Regions from separate parts of the Sus scrofa genome. Here all the other regions are linked to region 1. Evidence: chromatin contacts called from public HiChIP or PLAC-seq and promoter capture Hi-C data. All regions are on one chromosome and are shown on one strand. Each heading gives the region's core, a stretch centred on a gene start, on an enhancer-like site or on the middle of the called end of the contact. The rest is flanking DNA. Distances are from core to core; before and after follow the strand shown.

The links. Promoter capture Hi-C pulls out the DNA fragments that hold promoters and counts their contacts. HiChIP or PLAC-seq counts read pairs in DNA pulled down with a chosen protein or histone mark.
Region 2: a contact with region 1 is called in an H3K27ac HiChIP or PLAC-seq map of alveolar macrophages. The contact joins the promoter of MAP7D1 here to the promoter of ZC3H12A in region 1. A contact is called at or near these places in 1 of 5 promoter capture datasets (liver), 1 of 47 Hi-C or Micro-C datasets (embryonic fibroblasts) and 1 of 2 datasets of contacts at active chromatin or transcription factors (alveolar macrophages).
Region 3: a contact with region 1 is called in a promoter capture Hi-C map of liver, with 5 times the contacts expected there. The contact joins the promoter of EVA1B here to the promoter of ZC3H12A in region 1. A contact is called at or near these places in 1 of 5 promoter capture datasets (liver) and 1 of 2 datasets of contacts at active chromatin or transcription factors (alveolar macrophages).
Region 4: a contact with region 1 is called in a promoter capture Hi-C map of liver, with 7 times the contacts expected there. The contact joins the promoter of STK40 here to the promoter of ZC3H12A in region 1. A contact is called at or near these places in 1 of 5 promoter capture datasets (liver) and 1 of 2 datasets of contacts at active chromatin or transcription factors (alveolar macrophages).

The regions. Positions count from the first base shown.
Region 1 is chr6:93,539,960-93,542,738 of Sscrofa11.1, reverse strand. ZC3H12A (endoribonuclease ZC3H12A) reads right to left here and starts at 1,405. Exons shown (of 6, transcript XM_021095963.1): 1 at 1,281-1,405; 2 at 1-425. The coding sequence starts at 353.
Region 2 is chr6:92,296,626-92,299,404 of Sscrofa11.1, reverse strand. MAP7D1 (MAP7 domain-containing protein 1) reads right to left here and starts at 1,413. Exons shown (of 18, transcript XM_021095927.1): 1 at 182-1,413. The coding sequence starts at 227.
Region 3 is chr6:92,430,779-92,433,557 of Sscrofa11.1, reverse strand. It overlaps EVA1B (protein eva-1 homolog B), which reads left to right and starts at 1,394. Exons shown (of 3, transcript XM_021095937.1): 1 at 1,394-1,564; 2 at 1,978-2,075; 3 at 2,370-2,779. The coding sequence starts at 2,009. It overlaps LOC106508711 (a long non-coding RNA gene), which reads right to left and starts at 890. Exons shown (of 3, transcript XR_001305726.2): 1 at 1-890.
Region 4 is chr6:92,482,944-92,485,722 of Sscrofa11.1, reverse strand. STK40 (serine/threonine-protein kinase 40) reads left to right here and starts at 1,360. Exons shown (of 11, transcript XM_021095940.1): 1 at 1,360-1,797.

The DNA of each region.
Region 1 (2,779 bases), core at 156-2,655:
TCACCACCCTCCTTGTCCTCCTCAGAGGGTGAGGGTTCCACGGTGGGAGCCTTGGGGGTGCCCCCACCACGGGGGACCAGAGGCAGCTGAGGGCAGGGGTCCGGTGACACCTGGCACTCCCGCTCGGCCGCTGACCCATGCTTCACCAGCTCGCCCAGCACTGTGTTGGTGTCTGCCTGGACCCCCAGCTTCTGCAGGACACTGTGGATCTCGGCAGAGGAGTAGCCCAGCTTCCGGAAGAAGTCAACCTTCATCTGTAGCTCCGTGGTCATCACCTCCTCGGCAGTGGGCTCCTGGGCCGGCCTTGGGGTCTCTCGGCAGCTTTTGTGGTCTTCAAGTTCCCACAGATTCATGGTGGGGCCGGGTGGGCCTCTTTCCACTGGCCACTCACAGCTCAGACTGGTGAAAGGCACTTGTCACAGCTCCTGGAGGACAAGCACAAAAGTTAGGGACGGGGAATGATTCTCTCCAACTCCCACCCCATCCAAGAGGATGAGGCCACACTAGGGGCAGTATGAAAAGCCATTTGGGGGTGTTACCTCTGTTATTCCTCCAAAAGCCCTCCCAGGGAGGGATCCTCAAGTCCCATTACATAAAGGATGAAACTGAGCCACAGACAGTAAGAACTTGCTCAAGGTCATCCAGCTGTTAGCGGGTGGGGCAAGGATTTGAACTTAGGCAGTCTGATTACTCCTCCCCCTCTACCCTCAGCCCTCCCCCTCCTCGACAAACTCAGGGACCCAGAAGTCGCGGGTGGCCTTCGAGGGCCTCGCCGCGCCCCCACAGCCGCGGGGCGGGGTTTTCAGATGGAAACCCGCTGGGTTGCAAGTGCGCTAGAAGGGGGGCGGGGGTTCCCCGTCGAAACCATCAACCATCGTCTTCTCCAGTCCGTCTGCCGCGTGCTTGGAACCCAGGCTCAGGAGGCGGAGGGCCAGTGGCCAGACGCCCGGACCGGGGGAGGGGAAGTTTCCGGGGCGACCCACCACCAGCGAGAAAAGTTGCCGGGAAACTCTGGTTGGCCTCCGGGCTCGGTGACGCGGAGGCTGTCCCGGCCCAGAGCCTCTCGCTCGGCTCCCCCTCCAGACTTCGGTCTTCCTACTCCCAGGATCCCCCAACTTGGGCTAAGTTGGAAGCGGTCCCGAGGACCGGCGAGGCCGGAGGGGACAGGCCCCACGTCCCTCCGGCTCCGGTCAGTCCCAGCCTGCGCCCACCCCACCCCCCCTCCGCCCGCCCCGAGGTCCGCGCCCCCGCCGCGCGCGCGCGCGCGCGCCTCACCCCACCGTGCGCCGGCCGCGGCGGGCGGCGTCTCCATGGGGCCGAGTCCCGGAGGCTAGGCCGGCGGCGCCTTTATACCGGGCGGGTGGGCGGGCAGGTGGCGTTCGGGACCGTGACGCGGAAGCTGGGCAGGGGAGGCGAGAGCCGGCCCGAGCGGCAGGGGGCGGAGCGGCCACCGCCCCTTCCTGCTCCGCCCCCTGCGCCGCCCCGCCCCGCCCTGGCCTCCGGCCCCGCCCCCGCAGCCGGAGCGCGCTCTGCCCGGCCAGGAATGTGGTCAGCGGTCGCCGTTCGCAGCCCCTTATTTGAGCCTCGAGGCGCCCCCGGGGCGGCGCGATCTGCAGGGCAGGAGTGTACGGCCAACAGGCATAAGGTAAGCCCAGGTTGGACCAGGTAAGCGATCCGAGTCTGGCGCGGGCTGACCGAGAGTACGGCAGTACAACACAGGTATAGCTGCGGTCGTTCAGACTTAAGTATGCGGAAGGTACAGTCTGGGGTGCATCGAGTGAATCAAGTGCACAAAGGTTGGTCCACACACCACGGGAGGCAGAGCCATGGTTATAAAGACAGGTACACCCAGGCGGGCACCTTTCTCATTGAGACAGGAAGACTCAACAGGTAACCGTGACTGGAGCAGGTACACAGAAGTGGGGCCCCACCCAGGGCCAAGTACATTTTTTTTTTTTTTTTTTCTGAAATAAGGACCTTGCTGGGATAGAAAGGCAGGTACAACCTGCCTTGTCCCAGCTGGAAAGACTTGCAAGCAGCACCAGGAGCTCCAGTTCCATGGCACCAGGTGCCACCTATGTCACTTTTGAAATCACCAGTGACCCCACCTAGCTAACTCCCTGCTTTGTTGCCTGGTCATCTTTAAAGACCCCGAAGGATCTCCACGTCAGTGCCCCCCAGGCACAGCAACCCCAGGAGCTGGCCTCCAGGAGAGAGAGAAAACAAGCCTTCCCCCAGATCACATCCAGGGCTGGGCTCCTCTCTGTGCTCCCCACCACTCCTGCTGAGCACTGTGTGTGCCGGTAGCCTTAATCTTCACACAAGGGCCACTTTTAGAGTTGAGAAAAGTTCAGTGAAAAGTGCTGTATATTTAGACATGTGCTCATGTGTAGTAACTCCCTTTAAGATAGTAAGAATATTAAATGAGTCCAGATTAATCAGCATAATGATGATAGTCAACCACAGCGATAATGCCTCGCATTTATGGAGGACTCACTGGGCGGCAGGCACGGTGCCAACGCCTTGCAGACACTTCCGTGCCTTTGCATCTCTCCTCCTCGGCCCAGGAGTGCTCTCCCCTTCTTCCCTGGCTACAGCTGCCTGGCCAATTCTGTTCCTCTTTTGGATGATGTCACCTCCTCTGTGAGGCCTGCCCAGACTCCTTTGGTGCTGAGTTGCTTCCTCCTTAGTGCTCCCACAGCACCCTGCCTGTGTCCCTACGTGCTGGATTGTGATTGCCTGCTTGGACCGCCTCCGGGGCCAGGGCCGGGCTGGGACT
Region 2 (2,779 bases), core at 164-2,663, 1.2 Mb after region 1:
GGCAGCTGTCAGAAGATGCGTCTGTGGCCCAGAGCCGCCGACGCCGCCACAGCCTTTATTTTTAAACTTCCAAGTGGTCAGAGGGCGCGGCGAGGGAGGGGTCCCCGCTGAGCGGGCCGGCCTCATCCTCGGCCTTCCCGAGGCCCCTAGATGCCCCTCTCCCATCTATCCTCTGGCATACCTGGGGGTGCGCCGGCACCCGGCTCCGAACGCGAGCCGCTCTCCATGGCTGCGGCGTTACGGCTGGGGGGGTATCTCGGGGGTCTCAGCGGCGACGGCGGCGGCGGCCGGCGGCCAAGATAGGGGTCCCGCGGCGCATCACGCCCGGCCCGGCCCGGCGGGCAACGATTCGGAGGTGGAGGGAGCTCCGGAGAAGGTCGAGGCTGACTCGGCTGGTGGCCTGCGGGCTCGGACTCGCCGGCCGCCCAGTGTCTGCCGGCTCCGGCCGCGATTCTGCTCCTTGCCAGTCGCCGGCCCAGTCCCGGCCGCGGCCCAACCCTATTGTACCGCCCGGGCTGGGCCTGGCCTCCCCGCCGGCGCGTACCAAGTGCGACGCGGGGAGAGCCGCCCCCGCAGCGCCGGAGCACTGAGCGGCCGCGCGCGCGCCCCGCCCCCGTCCTGGGGCGCGGGACCTCGAGCCTGGGGACGCCTCTAATGCGGGCTGCGGTGGAGGGGACGCCACGACACCCGGAGAACGCCCGTCCAGCTGCCTCCCCCGCGGCCGCGCGTTGGTATGCGCCGCAGCGTGAGCCGACTATGTAGGGAGCGCTTTGGTGACTCACCCGCCGCTGGGACTGAGGGGAGTAGGGGGGAGCCGGGATGGGAACCCCCAATCCCACCCTGGAGCCTGGGAGCTCCGGTTCTGGGGATCTCAGCGGCAGCTTCCAGTCTACATTCTCTCCCAAGCCCACCTCCAATAAATTCACCTGGGAACGTGGGGAGACCTGAAGGAGGGTCACAAGAAGCTCCCTAAAAGGGCTATGCTTTCTCTCCCCCGGTGATGGCTGGGGTGGGGAGAGGCCCGGGAACCTTTACGCCTGCCCTTCCTCCATCATCCCACAGTTGGTGTCTTCCCTGCTCCTCTGGGGTAATTACAGACCTGCACCACTGCTTTACCCAAGTCTCTAATCTTCTGGGTCTCTCCCGGCTCCAAACTGGGTGGTCCAGGCTCTGAACCACCCCCAGCCCCATCAGAGGACCCCTCCAGGTTCTCCGAAAGGATTTTTCTCCCCTGTGTCCTGTGGAAGGAGGCAATAAGTCCCTTCTGACTCCCCTCCCCCAAAGTAGTCCTATTTCCCAGGCCTGGGGAATCGATCCCCCAATCCCCTTGCTAGTGCCAGCTGAGGTGGGGCCTCAAGCCGAGTCAGGCCCAGCTTGAGCAGAGAGCTGGGAGCTTGCTGGGAAGGTGGATCGATGATGGTGCTGCAGGGATTGACAGAGGGGAGGAAGGAGGAGGCGCAGCTGGGCCCTGGCCACCCCATCCCTGCCCTTTGTCCTGACCTCCAGAAGGTCAGTTGTCTGGTTCTCCGTTGCCCAAAGATTAGGCCCAGCGATATGCTGTCCTCTGTCCCCCTCCCCTTTCCCGCCAGTGCCTCCTTTGAGCAGCTCCAGAGAGCAGCCATTTCAAGGCGGAGGGTTGGGAACAAAAGAGTCTGAGTCTCAGGCCACCTGGGAGCTGACTGTCCTGGGAGGAATGAGTAGTTGGGGGCCCGACCCTTCTTGGGAGGGCCCTGGAGGGAAAATACTACCTTCCCCAGTCCGAAAACATTAGCAAAGGATAATGATAGAAAGCCTGCAACTAGAGCTGGTCATCTTAAGCTACTGTCTTAACTTTTCTGAAACCCAGTTTGCTCACATAAAATCAGGAAGATAATTATATTGAGGGAACATGGGGTCGATGTAAAGGTGATTAAGGCAACGCAGATGAAGTGCTTAGTACTGAGCCTGGCGTATAGGAATAAATAAGGGTGGTGATGATGATGAGCTTCAAAAATACAAGTGCATTAAGATGAGAAGCAGATCCCCCATCTTTATTGCCAGCCATCCTATCTGACAATAAAGATCCCCAGGGGGATGATGGAGCCCAGGACTGTCCTTTGTGAGGTCACCCTGTGGATGAGGGAGCCCAGGACTGACCTTTGGGAGGTCAGAGGCCTCAGGGCCTGCATCTTCCAGAGCTGAACCTGCCCACCCCGACCCAGGCAGTGACTAGACTCAGAATTCAGGAACAGAATCCAACAGGGGAAGGGCCTTCCGGGATGGTTCTCCCTCACCCCCATACACAATCTTGAGACTGTTGCAGGGACAAAGACATATATAGGTGAGAATAGTGAGGTACCCTCATTAGCTAGAGCTCCAGGGCAGCGGAGGGGGGAAGGATGGCTGAAAATGAAAGGATAGGCCAGGGATGGCCTATGTAGGAGGATTTGAATGCCAATTGGCATCATGATCTATACAGTGGAGGTCTTGGGGAGCTGCTGAAGGTTCTTCGGAAGGGGAAGGATTGGCTTTAGAACTGGAAATCCTCCATTGTGTCTAATGGTGGGGGATTGACTTTGAGGAGCTCCCGCAAAGAGACAGTGTAGGGTATTAGCCTACTCAGTGGTTCTTAACTAGAGGCAGTTTTGCTCCCCAGGGACATTTGGCAATATTTAGAGGCATTTGTGGTTGTCGTAACTAGGGGTGTTACTGGTATCTAGTACTTAGTCACCAGGGTTGTTAACATTCTGCAAGGCACGGGACCACCCCCAGAACAAAGACCCATCAGGCCCCAAATGTC
Region 3 (2,779 bases), core at 145-2,644, 1.1 Mb after region 1:
CAGAGACACCAAGAGTCCCCTTCCCCTCCCCTCCATGGGAGCCAGTCCTTGTTGTTTCCCCAACCAGATCTGCCCTCTGCTTGAACCCACTCTCAGGACTGGGAGTGGGGGTCTCCAGCCTGGACGGAGAGGGGGGTCACTGGCCCACAGGCCTCAGGCTGTGCCTTCAGCTATGTCTGCAATTTCCTCTCCCCCTTCCTTCCCTCCTCCTCTCTAAGACTCCCGCCAAGAAGGCCTCCCCCTCACCCCAGCCCAGCACAGGAAGGGGGGCCCAAAAGGGGGGGCCTGGGAGTCTCGGCAGGAAGAAGACCCGGGCTGCACGCTGATCACACAGACATTGCAGGCACAAGCCCTGAGCCCAGGTGGAAATGTGCACGTGCACAAGCAGGTTTAACCAGGAGCCAAACATACCTCTGCCCCTCGATCTGGTGCAGAAGAGCACAGGGGCCAGCAGGGGCCCCGAGCTGGGTTCTGCAAGGCTGGCCTGGACCTGGCTTGAAGCCAGAGTCCAACATTCATTAACCCTGCGTGACCAGAGCTGGGCCAGCTGGACACACTCACCACCGGGGCTCTGGGAGGAGGGGATGAGAGCCTGGCCCTGGGCTGTGTCTGAGCCTCAGCGGGGAGGGCTGGCACCTGAGCTGCAGAAAGGGGCAATCTTCCCTGGGTCAGGAGGCCTCCTGAGGGAAGGGGTTAAGAGCCCAGGGTCAGAGAACAGTGGGTTTAAATCCTGACCAGTTAGGGAAAGTTATTCAGTCTCTCCATGACTCAATTGTCTCATCTGCCAAGTGGGAATAATGGTCCCTATATTATAGGGTTGTTATAAGGATTAAGTGAAAAAATATATATATATATTGTAGGAGTTCCCCTTGTAGTTCAGCGGTAAGGAACCCAGCTAGTATCCTTGATGCGGATTTGATCCATGGCCTCGCTCAGTGGGTTAAGAATCCAGCGTTGCAGTGAGATGTGGTGTAGGTTTCAGATGCTGCTGGGATCCCTCAGCGCTGTGGCTGTGTTGCAGGCTGGCAGCTGCAGCTCTGATTCCACTCCTAGTCTGGGAACTTCCATATGCTGCACGTTCACCCCTAAAAAGACTCTATATATACACACACACATATATACACACACACACTATATGTATATATAGTAAAGGGTTTAGCCCACTGCCTGGCACCTAGGCAAAACTCCATGCCCATTAATATTATTGTTGTTATTAGTAGCCTGGGGGCGGGCCCCTGCAACCGGCCTCCCCAGCGGTTTCCTGTGGGGGAAGCAGACGGCCCCTCAGGCCTCGCCGCCGCACCCCCCCCCCAGTCACCCTCCTCTCCCCTTCCTCTCCCAGCCCTTTTCCTCCCCGCCTCCCCCTGCCCCGCCCCGCCCTGTCCCTCCTCTTTCCTCGGAGGAAACTTTCCGCCGGCTGGTCCATTGGCCCGTGTCCGGCCCGCGCTGCCGCGGCCTGGGAGCTGAGCCGGGCGGACGGGACCGGACGGGGCGGGAGCGGCCGGGCCCCGGGTGTCTGCGGCCTCCGGACGCGCCGGGGCCGGGCAGCGGGGCGGCGCTGACGGTGAGTGAGCCCGGGCCTCCGGGCTGGGGGATCTCCGCGGGGCGGGCTTGGTGGGAGAGGGAGGCGACTTCGCTCCGTGGAGCCCGCCCAGGGAGCGGGGAAGGCTCCCGCGTCTGTCTCCTGCATCCTGCTTCCTGGACTGCGAAAGCGGGCCTCGTTTGGGGATCCCACCTGGGACGGAGCCTCCTGCGGCCCACTCCCTCGACAAGCAGCGTGTTGGGGCGCGCACGCCCGGAGGAAGGATCCCCCCAGCCAGGGCCCAGGTCTGCAACGGAGTTAGGAAGCCGCTTTCTCCAGGGTGGAAGCTAACCGGCTGGGGCTGCCCTTCCAGGGAGCGGAGCTGCCCCGAGGAGGAAGCGGGGTCGGGGTCGGCTCTAGAGGGGGAGAAGGATCTGACCTTGCCGACCTCGCAGGCTGACAGGGGAGCCGCGCTCCCAAAGCAGCATGGATGCCCCCCGAAGGGACATGGAGTTGCTCAGCAACAGCCTGGCGGCCTACGCGCACATCCGCGGTGAGGGCAGGCCCCGGGACAGGGTCCCTCCCTGCCTCCTTCGGCCCCAGTTCACCCAACCCCTCCCCTCCTCCCTCCCCTCTCTTTAGAACCCCCCCTTAGCCAGTCACCTACGCCGCACCTCCCCCATCCTCACTCCCCACCCCACCCCCCTACTGCCCGATGGCGGCTACCTAAGGTCCTCCAAATAGGGGATTCTGTCCTTGCTCCCAAACTTAGAACCTGGAGTCTTTCCAGATGGGATGACTCCCACTCTCCAGGGCCCCTCCATGACTTCTGTACTCTGACCCCTAGCCAACCCTGAGAGCTTTGGCCTCTACTTCGTGCTGGGCGTCTGCTTTGGCCTGCTGCTCACCCTGTGCCTACTAGTCATCAGCATCTCCTGCGCCCCGCGCCCGCGGCCCCGAGGCCCCGCTCCTCGCCGCGACCCTCGCAGCAGCACCCTAGAGGCTGAGGACGATGACGACGACGACGACGACGAGGACACGGTGACGCGGCTGGGCCCTGACGACACGCTGCCTGGCCCGGAGCTCTCCGCGGAGCCCGACGGGCCCCTGAGCGTCAACGTCTTCACATCCGCGGAGGAGCTGGAGCGGGCACAGCGGCTGGAGGAGCGGGAACGGATCCTGCGGGAAATCTGGCGCACCGGACAGCCCGATCTGCTGGGCACCGGCACGCTGGGGCCCAGCCCCACGGGCACCGGC
Region 4 (2,779 bases), core at 111-2,610, 1.1 Mb after region 1:
ATGGCAGTGCTGTCTGCTAGTATGCCCAGAGTTAGAGAGCCAGCAGGAGAGCATGTCACCGTGTGTGTGTGTGTGTGTGTGGTGTGTGTGTGTGTGAGAGAGAGAGAGAGAGAGGTCTCATGTTGGTGTCCTGGTGACAATTTTTCATTTCCTCTGACTGGCACCTTTCCTTTCTATTCATTACCTCTTCTACTCTCCTCTTTCTCTTCCTCCTCTTTGTTAAAATTCTCTATTTTGAATCTGCTGAGAGCCTCTTGGGGGTGGGATGGTGGTGTCAGCTCCAAGTGATTCATCTAGCTGATAATTAGAGCTCTGGAAAACCCAACACTCATTCCTGTCAGAGTCAGGGCTTCCGGAATCCCTAGGCTTTTCCCTTTGTCAGAGAGAGGAGCTTGCGGGGCCAGGCTGGGCCAGGCTTCCTTGTACTTGACTTTCAGCCTTCCACTGCTCAGTAACTATGAGCATTCTTTTTTTTTTTTTTTAAATGGCCTCACCTGCAGCATACAGAAGTTCCCAGGCCGGGAATGAATCCAGGCTTCAGCTGCTGGGTCGTTTAACCTACTGCACCAGGCTGGGGATCAAACCCAAGCCTCCACAGCGACCTGAGCGACTGCAGTCAGATTCTTAACCCACTTGATCCCACCAAATGTTACCTCTACTTTGACAGAGAAGGTTAGAGAACTTGCACACAGTCACTCACCTTGTAAGGGATACAGCAAGGACTCAAATCCAAACTTTTCGGCATCTGCCAGTCTTGGTTCAAATCACAGCCCTGCCGTTATTAGCTGTGTGTCTTTGGACAGGTTACTTTCCCTCTTGGAGCTCAAGCTTCTCCATCTATTCACAGACCCTTAATGGCTGATGTCTCTAAAGTGCTTAACATAGTATGTGACAGCACAGTGGGAGCTCTCTTTATTATTGTTATTCAGCCCTGTCAGCTCAGCGTGCACCAGGCACTCAGAGACAAAGAGATGGACACAGGAGGAAGTAGCCAGACTCACACCAACTCTCCCGTCCTAGTACTGCCTGTGTAGGCAATGACAGATAAGTGCCAGCCACACACCCTAGGGAAACGCAGCAATGCACACAGGATTGAACACGTGTGCCCACACAGGGATACAGAATGACACCCCCGGAGTTAAACAGTCAGACGCAACAGTCAGACGCGGCAAACACCCTGGCTCACACCTCGGAGACAAAGGAATAGAGCCCTGGTCGCTAGTGCTGCTGCGACGGAGCCCTTTTAGCTGCTTCTGCAAACCAGCAGAGGGAAGCCAGGCTCTCAAAGGGCCGCAGTGAGTCACCAGCCTGATGCAATCCCTTTAAAGGGCTCATCTGCTGGTGCAAGAAGCTGATTCATGGAGGGCGTGGTTGCTGGAGGAGGAGGAGAAAGGGACCGAAACTGCTGCAGGAGGGGCTGAGGTTAGGTGGCTGGAATAGCTAATAGGAACTCTTTACTGTAAACCTCCTTGGTCAAGACTCCAGAGATCTTCAGATTGAAGCGGGGTTTCTAAAAAACCGAGGGGCCCAGAGGGAAATGAATTGTGAGGGCTGCGACAGGAATTCCAGTCATTGATTGAACCTCACGGCAGCGCTCTCCGCTCAGGACTCCAGAAACCGAGAAATGGGGGTCAAGGAAGAATCACTTTTTTGATAAATACACTACAGCTGGCCGATCTTCAGACTGCTGGACACGTCTCCAAGCCCGGGAGGGCAAGTGTAGGGCACCAGAGGCTCAGTGAAGTCGGGGCGGGAGCGGTGCCTCCTGGCCTGGCTCACAGCTGACATAGATAAGCGGTAAGTACCGCCCCTTAGAGTCTAGGCCTCCAATCGTTCCCCAGGTTTCGGCCAGGGCCCCGCCCTTAACCAATCCTCCGTCGGATTCTGGCCTCTTGCCTGAAGGCTTCCGCCCATCGTCAAGATGGCGCCCAATCCCTGCGCCTTGGGCGGTAGACACCAGCGAGGGGCGGGGCTGTGGCTCGGCCCGGGAGGAGGGGGCGGTGCGTCACTTCCGTTGTCAGGTGGCGGCGCCGCAGCCATGGAGGGAGGCGGCGGCGGTGGTGGCGGATGGGGCTGCTGTGCTGAGAGGCGACGGTGAGCGGCTCCCACGCCCCCGGCCCGGCCCCGGCCCCCCGGGACGGAGCGCCGAGCAGCCCCGGCTCCGGGCTACGGACTATGGGCGAGTAGCGCTGAGCACCGGGGGAAGGTGAGAGAGGGGCTCTGGAGCGGGGAGTCGGGCGCCGGGGGGGGGGTGCAGGTTGGCGGGGCGGGCCTCGGGGGCTGTGGCGCGGGGACCAGGGTGACAGCCTGAGGCTGTCCGGCTGCAACAGAAACGGCAACAGCGAATACCCGGTCCTCTACCGGGTCTGCCCTTCCCGGGTGCCGAGTACCGGACGGCTGTGGAGAGTCTCGGTCCCCCCGCAACCCTGGGAGGTGGCACTGCCAGCCTAGTCCGGAGTCACTCCGCCAGTCAGTGAAGGTGCCGGATTTGAACCAGCCAGATTTTTCCCAAAAGACGCCCTCTGCCTCTCCATGCTGCCCTCCTGATCCCGAGAGTGACTTGGAAGTTGGAACGAGTCCCCAGGGAGGACCAGCCAGGGCTTCCTCCAGGAACCCTAACCCGCTGGCACGGGCACCATCGCTATTGGGGAATTTTCGAATTCCGGGCGGCATACAGGTGCGAGTCTGAGCTACCTGTGCTTGCCGGTGCTACGTTTGGTTAGCCTTTTCCAAGGAGAGAGCCTGCTGCTATGGTCACTGTTTCACCTGCCATGCCTTA